2 separate regions of the Mus musculus genome follow, and region 1 is linked to region 2. Evidence: chromatin contacts called from public HiChIP or PLAC-seq data. All regions are on one chromosome and are shown on one strand. The core of a region is the stretch at or near the end of the contact, and the rest is flanking DNA. Distances in the headings are between cores, read along the strand shown.

Evidence for each region. HiChIP or PLAC-seq counts read pairs in DNA pulled down with a chosen protein or histone mark.
Region 1: an H3K27ac HiChIP or PLAC-seq map of acute myeloid leukemia shows a contact between it and region 2, with 2.9 times the contacts expected there. The contact joins the enhancer-like site here to the promoter of Cct8 in region 2. A contact is called at or near these places in 4 of 39 promoter capture datasets (the C10 cell line, hematopoietic stem and progenitor cells, neutrophils and 1 more), 1 of 15 datasets of contacts at CTCF or cohesin (pro-B cells), 3 of 484 Hi-C or Micro-C datasets (bone marrow-derived DN3 thymocytes, bone marrow-derived macrophages and regulatory T cells), 23 of 115 datasets of contacts at active chromatin or transcription factors (the HPC-7 cell line, the SCID.adh cell line, acute myeloid leukemia and 14 more) and 2 of 9 other capture datasets (adipose tissue and liver).

The regions. Positions count from the first base shown.
Region 1 is chr16:87,775,789-87,779,279 of GRCm38.p6, reverse strand. All of the region lies in intron 4 of Gm32925 (a long non-coding RNA gene), which reads right to left. Among named protein-coding and RNA genes, the nearest start is that of Gm32925, 39 kb to the right of the region's middle. Within about 2 kb of position 1,724, at least 10 of the 459 cell types and tissues checked have an H3K27ac peak or open chromatin away from gene starts, as enhancers often do. A contact at or near this core is called in acute myeloid leukemia and memory CD8 T cells, where this site is marked.
Region 2 is chr16:87,493,501-87,497,211 of GRCm38.p6, reverse strand. It overlaps Cct8 (chaperonin containing Tcp1, subunit 8 (theta)), which reads left to right and starts at 1,343. Exons shown (of 15, transcript NM_009840.3): 1 at 1,343-1,483; 2 at 2,785-2,875; 3 at 3,426-3,505. The coding sequence starts at 1,424. It overlaps B130034C11Rik (RIKEN cDNA B130034C11 gene), which reads right to left and starts at 1,139. Exons shown (of 3, transcript NR_040375.1): 1 at 903-1,139.

The sequences.
Region 1 (3,491 bases), core at 475-2,974, 280 kb before region 2:
CTTTTAATTTTGAATAGATAATAGAAACACTGAATAAAGACAGCCCTGGCAGGGTTGGTACAGAGTTCAGTTAGCAGAGAGCTTGCCTCGCATGCACAAAGCCCTGGGTTCAATCCCCAGCACTGCATATAGCCAGACTGAATGAGAGAAAAAAAAGAAATAATAGAATAAATAAAAAGGAGAACATGAGCCAGGCGTGGTGGCGTGTGCCTTTAATCCCAGCACTCAGGAGGAGAGGGAGTCATATTTCTGAGTTCGAGGCCAGCCTGGTCTACAGAGTGAGTTCCGGGACAGCCAGGGATACACAGAGAAACCCTGTCTCAAAAAAAAAAAAAGAAAGAAAGGAGAACATGACTGTTCCTAGGTTTGGTGGAGGAGTTTATTATAGACATGAGGGAGAACATAGCCAGAGGTAGAAACATCAGGGAACGTCCAGAGTAAACATGACCACGAGGTCAGTCATTTGAAGAGAAGGAGAAGGGGAGACAGGAGAGCAAGAAGACCAAGAGGCCAGGAAGATAAAGACTAAAAATAAGGACCTGAATTACAGAGGGAAGAACCCCACGGAGAAGGGTACCCCAGCTCCTGGGCTAGAGAGTTCAGGGTAGAATGTGAGGTATGCCAGACACACCCTGTAATCGGCAGGAACTGAGGGGTGCTAGGAGAATCGTGCAGCCAGGTCTGCTCTGATATGTTACATAGACACCTCAGTTAGCCTTTTGTCCAGGTTGAGACCTAACACAGCTGTGGGGGGGGGGGGGGGACACCTATAATGTCAGGAGGTAGAGACCTGTGTCAGAAAGTCAAGGTGACTTTCGGCTACACAGAGAGTTTAAGGCCAGCCTGAACTACATGAGACCCTGCCATAAATAAATAAATAAATAAACAAACAAACAAACAAACAGACAGACAGATGGTTTAACAAACACAAGAAACTAGAGTGTCCAGTCTCTCTACAGTGACTACCAGAAGTGACTATCACTCAGAAAAAAGAAGTTGACTGGTTACATTACAGCCAATCCAGTTGAGAGGAGGACTGGACCCTATGGGTGTGAAGACCCTTGATCTCGGCAGAAAGCAGCGAAGGTCCGAGGGGCATTTTATTTCCCACTTTCACTCTAGATCAATAAAGGGAGAGGAGGGAAGACAGGGTGCAAAGACCATAACCACTTCTCAGCTCTGCTACCCTGGAGTCCGATATTCTAATTCCAACTGTGAGTCTCCCTCCACAACACTCGGTGGCTTGCAGACAGCCCCTTTTCTTTCTAAAAGAAAAAATAAATACTTTGCAGTATTTGAGACACAAAAGAGGAAGGAAGTGGTACCGTCCACATGTTTTTCTGCCCTGTCAATCCCAAAGTTGGAGGGGGGGGTGGGATGGGGGGGAAGACCACCACCAGACCAAATCATCACGGCCAAATTAATTAAAGCAAGCTTTTTTATTCATGCACACGGGCTGCCTCCTCCTCAAGGAGGGATTCGAGAGTCGGCACTGGATGTGAAGACAAGGCTGATAGCTCAAGGGTAGGGGGTTTCTAATGGGGGATTTAGTGGGCAAATTAGGCAGGTCTCAGGAACAGAATCATAAGCATAGCGATAGTCATAGCAAGGCAGTCATAAGTGGCCATAAAATCTTCTGAAACAACGGTAGTGTTGCAAGATGGTTTTAAGATCCTTTGAAACAAAGATGCGGTTGCCATTTCCTGAGATGTGCAGTACAGAACCATTGGTAGTTGAGGTTACAAACGGGACATGGTTAAAAAACAGAGGCTTAGTCATACACAGGAATGAACCTAATCTGTCTTTGCTGTAAGATGGCTTTTAAGCCTAAAATGGAGGCAGGCTGGTTTTTCATTCCCTGTCATCTGGTTTAAAAAGTACTACTAGCCAGTCATATTCCAAGCCCCATTGTCCCAAAATCAGCATCAGCCTCAATTCCAAAGCCAGTCTCCTAAGTGTTTCCTTATACTTCAACAACAAAAGTATCCCAACAATACAAGTACCCCAAACAACTTTATGGGTACATTGTATAGTTCTTTTTTTTAGCCCCTATGTACAATTCTATCATTTCTATCCTTACACAGTCTATTTAGTGTATTCCTGATTACTGTGTATTCTTCTGCAAGCTGCTTTCTCAAACAGTATTATATTTATGTGGTTCCCTCATGAACATACTTGACTCAAGCTCCCTGTCGGCTGCGTGGTATGCCACCGTGTGAAACGCTACCTTACGTTACTCCATTTCACTCCTGATGGGCACGGAGGTTCTTCCTAAGTCTGTGCAACATAAGCCATTTGGGTCTTGTGTTTATGGGAAATATTTCCCAGGTGGTGTTTAGAGGAGTCGGTTTTCTGAGTCACGGCTCACTCGATGAATCTTCAGTAGCACTAAGTGTTGCAAATGGAACTCCAGGTGCCTATGCCGGCAGACCTGTGTTCCGCACAGTGGCAGCCAGAGCCTTATATCCTGGTCAGCAGCTAATGCTGTCAGATTTCACAGTTTCTGCCAATATGATAAGAGAGAGAATACCTCTCCTGGTTTCATTTCCTAACTTCCAGTGGCATTGAGCATCCTTTGGAGTTACCAACAGCCATCTGTGATATTCCGCTGTCTTTCTTTCTCACTGCACTTTCTTTGTTCAACCTCCTCACTCTTATGTAGAGCTACTATGGAGAATAGATAGTGCTCCTTTATTGATTATTCACTTTGTCTGTGTTTGTTCTTATGATATGCTTTTATGCCAAACTAATTAGCAAAATATTACTTACTACTATAGTATATACCATATTTATAATCATTTCTGTTTTCCTGTTTTATTTAATTCTGAAGTATTACATATTTTTTAATGTTCTAAATGTTTTGCATTTCCCTTTTTAAAATATTGTCTCAGAGTCAAGTTAGCTTGAGTTTCACGTGCAGTACAAAGGGTGCGAAATAGTGACTTGAAAACATGGGATCTGGAGCCAGGCTTAGCATCTCAGCTTCTTAGTCTGTCCTTTAATCTGTATGAACACACCTGATTCATCTCTAAAATAGGCAAAATAACACTAATACCTACACAGACAAGGAGTGAGTCCTACTTAGAATACCCAGAGGTACTTAGAACCCCTACCAACTTCACTGATGTGATTGTTAATGCTATTGCAGTGTTCATCACCATCACCACGTTATATGAGGCAGGGATCCCATTTTGACGCTGTCTGTGAGTAGTCAGCTTCCCACTCCTCTGTCACCTAAGCTACCCCACCTCCTGCTCACTGATCTAACAATGCCACTCTGTCATACATCAGCTTGGTGGATGCGGATGATGGCCTCAGTTTCTGTCTCTTCATTGGCCTATTTATTCTCCAGGGAACTTCAAACCCATGTGTACAACTCCCTAAAGATGCTGATCTTGTTTCTTCTTTCATCTATATTCCCCTCAACACTATTACTCTGGTTGTTAGAGAAATCTAAAGGGAAGTGATGCTGGTGGCTTCTTATGGCCAAA
Region 2 (3,711 bases), core at 94-2,593:
ATGGTTACATTTTTTTTTCCTTTTTCTTTTCTTTTCTTTTTCTTGGATATTTTCTTTATTTACATTTCAAATGTTTTCCACTTTTCAGGTCTCCCCTTCGGAAACCCCCTATCCCATCCCCACTCCTCCTGCCTCCATGAGGGTGCTCCCCCACCCACCCACTCCCATCCTCCCACCCTGGCATTTCCCTACAAATGGTGCATTGAACACCCTAAGGCCTGAGGGCCTCTCTTCCCACTGATGTACAACAAGGCCATCCTCTGCCACATATGTGGCCAGTGCCATGGGTTGCTCCATGTTTAGTCTTTGGTTGGTTGTCCTGTCCCTGGGAGCTCTAGGGGAACTGGCCTGTTGACACTGTTGCTCCCTCCATGGGGCTCCAAACCCCTTCAGCTCCTTCAGTCCCATGGTTACATATTTAAAATGTTTAATAGAAAAAAAAATTGCAGTTGATAGTACGGTTGCAATTATGAGTCTGTCCCAATGTAAAGAAAATCTTAATTTCTCTATGTCCAACGACTCACCAAAGCGTTTCATATTTTTCTGCAAGGGCAGGAGATGCTTCCATTTTTTTGTATTTTTTTATTGTAAGAGTGTTTTACTTTCTCTATGAAGTTATTCTATTTACATAGAAATGTTTGTGAAAAAGATTCTGGGGGAGTAGAGAATATCTATATAGATATATAGATATAGATAAAGTGGTTAACTATTCCCACTTTGTAATCTGCCCATCTAGGGTAGAAATCGTCGCTGTAATATCTATTGGCCTGGTGACCTCTGCGTACCACTGAATTGTGGTTATCAACTTCCCTTCCATAAAATGGAGATTAATATTCATTCTTAAATTTGACCAATAACAAAGATAACTGCACTTAAGCAAACCGCTTAGCTCTGCTACGCACGTGCAGTCCACGCGTTGCAATCCTCCATGCTATTTCAAAGATCACCTTCGAGCCTTCAGTGCTTCCCAGTGACCAACACAGAGGATGTCCATTGGTAGTTTATAGGGGCGAGGGCGGGTGAGCTTGGAGAAGAAAAGGCTAACCTGCCCCGGTGCTGGGTCTGCAGGATTAAGTTTAAGTGAAGGATAAGACGTTGGGTGTCCGCCACCGAAATATCACAAGCCAAACGTCCTAACCAAAGTTTACTCATTAACTTAGGACAAGGGACACGAAGGGAGCATGCACGCTCTGGGTTCGGCCTGATCGTCCGCTTTGATCGGGAATCGGCAGATCAGGTCTGTCTGCTGGAACCTCTGGTTCTCGCGATATTTCAGAGACGCTGCAGGTTGAAGGGGCGGGGCGACCGGAAGTAGGGGGACGCGAGGCGGCGCCGAGGCCCATTCCCAGCAGGCAGTGCGCGGCGCCCCTTGCTTCCTCGGCGTCTCGGAGCGAGCGCGTGAGCGGTGGACTGCGGCCGAGCCATGGCGCTTCACGTCCCCAAGGCCCCGGGCTTTGCCCAGATGCTCAAGGATGGAGCCAAAGTAGGTGGCGTGGAGGGACTGTACGGTGGGAGGGTGGGTCTGCGCCTGTGGCGACCGCGACAGGCCTGCGGGCGGGCGGCCGCGCCGCGATCGGGATGGAGAAGGTTCTAGAAAGGGAAGCGTGCTCTGGATGCCGGCTCGCTGGAACTGGTGGGCATTTCTGTTATTCCCCCGGCGGCTTCGGGTTTGCATCCCAGCTCCCCACGCCCCTGTCTGCGGCATGGAGCCCACGGGCGCCGCCCTTAACGCGAGCTGGCGATGCGTTAATGAACTTGGACGGAATTGGTAACGGGTGGTTGGAGGGCCGGGGATTGTAGGATGGAGATGACACGAGTCCGGCATGGTCACTCCTGGGCCTGCCCTTGGTTGCTTCCTTCCAGACACGTCCGATCCCCACTGCTCTACTGAAAACTCTCCTCTGGACGTTCTGTTTCCTTTACCTTTTCTGAGTTGAGACCGGGCCGAAGGCTGTTAACTGTCTTTTCACTCTGACTGTCCGATGTCGTAGCCTACAGGATAAATGAAGCCCCACCCCAGATCGAATAGGCCGTAGTTTCAGGAGTGATTTTTTTTTTTTTTTTAAAGCGGTCACATTGCTTATGGAGCGATTTGTCCTGAGTTCCCCAAGCTGCCAGATAACGTTTGTTTTGTCTTTCATATTTTTACAAGTTGTAGAAATAGCGGATTCTTAGCAGTACAGAGAGGTGGTGTCCCCTTTGTAGTGATAACTGGCATACTGAATGGATGTCAGGGCTTAATGTAAGTTAGTAAGTTCTGCAAATGACACTGTTAACCTTTTGAGGGGTAGCAACAGCTTCCAGTTTCCATCTTTTCCTCCATCACTCTGGCTGAGGACATGATACATTTAAAGGATTTCTGTCACAGGCTAGCATTTCAGCACAGAGATACTTTGTGTAAATCGGTACTGATGGAGGCTATAGTGAAGACAAGTTTTTTTAAAGTACCCCCATCCCCCAAATTTAGGTTAAAAGCTAGTACTAGTAGGCTGGGATTGTAGTTTAATGGTAGATTGCTTTCTTGTGTTCAATCCCTGGAAAAGGCAGAAGGAAGAATAGTTGTTATTTAGCTAGGTGAGTAATAATCTGCCAAGTAGGAGCTATTGATTATCCCATTAGTTTACAGATAGGAAAGAGAGCCAGGCCCAGTGGGGGAAACTGAGGCTGTCTGATGACTGCCTGTGTGATCCTGGCTGTTTCTTAGAAGCATACTCAACAGAGGTATCCTGCGGTAGAAAACTCTTAACTTGGTTATCATGCCTAAGCAGACATTTTCTTTTTCAGCATTTCTCGGGATTAGAAGAGGCTGTGTATAGAAATATACAGGCCTGCAAGGAGCTTGCTCAGACTACTCGCACAGCGTACGGACCAAATGGTAATGACCAAGTTCAGGCTGTGTGGTGTGACTGTTAGCGTAGAGAGCGGGCCTCACGTGTTTTATGGTCGGTGGCATTGATGTGCCTCTCACTTTCAGTCAGGAATGCAGCTTTCTGGGAAAAGAGAAATTGGAAACGATGCTGTTACCCTGTTAGGTCCTAGGGAAGTCCAGCATCCTCACTAGTGGCCAGTACTATTGTGGAAAGGCTCAGCAGTCTGCAGAAAACAGCACGGCATCAGGAAGCTCTTCCTTCCCTTTAACCACCAGTTGAATTAGAGATGCACACAAAGAGATTACGGAAGAAACCAAATGTGTTTCTAAGCATATTGATTTTAGTGTTAATTCCTGTTTATTAAGCACGTCTTACATGCTAAGCATGTTGGTGTTTAGTCAGGGAAGCCCATGGGGCTATGATGCTGATCTAAACAGATGGTGTGTTCTGGGGCTAAACATCAGTACGGCTTCTTGCCGGAGTTTTCCTGGGTTGTTTGCAGAATATTTGAATAATAATGGAACCTTTTTTTTTTTCTTTGCAACTACTTTTAAGGAATGAATAAAATGGTCATCAATCGCCTGGAGAAGTTGTTTGTGACAAACGATGCAGCGACTATTTTAAGAGAGCTAGAAGTAAGTTTTGTTTCAAAACCATCAAAAACCCATGACTCTGACATAGGTGAAACTGTATTCAATCTAGAGGACGAAAGGCTGTTTCTTCCTCCACTTTATTGTGAAGATTTATAAGTGACCTTTCTAGGTTTTCCATTTTGGCTACTCAAACTCTTAAATTGTCTGTGGGTGGGTGGGTTGAGGAGTATTTCTCTGATGATGATGAG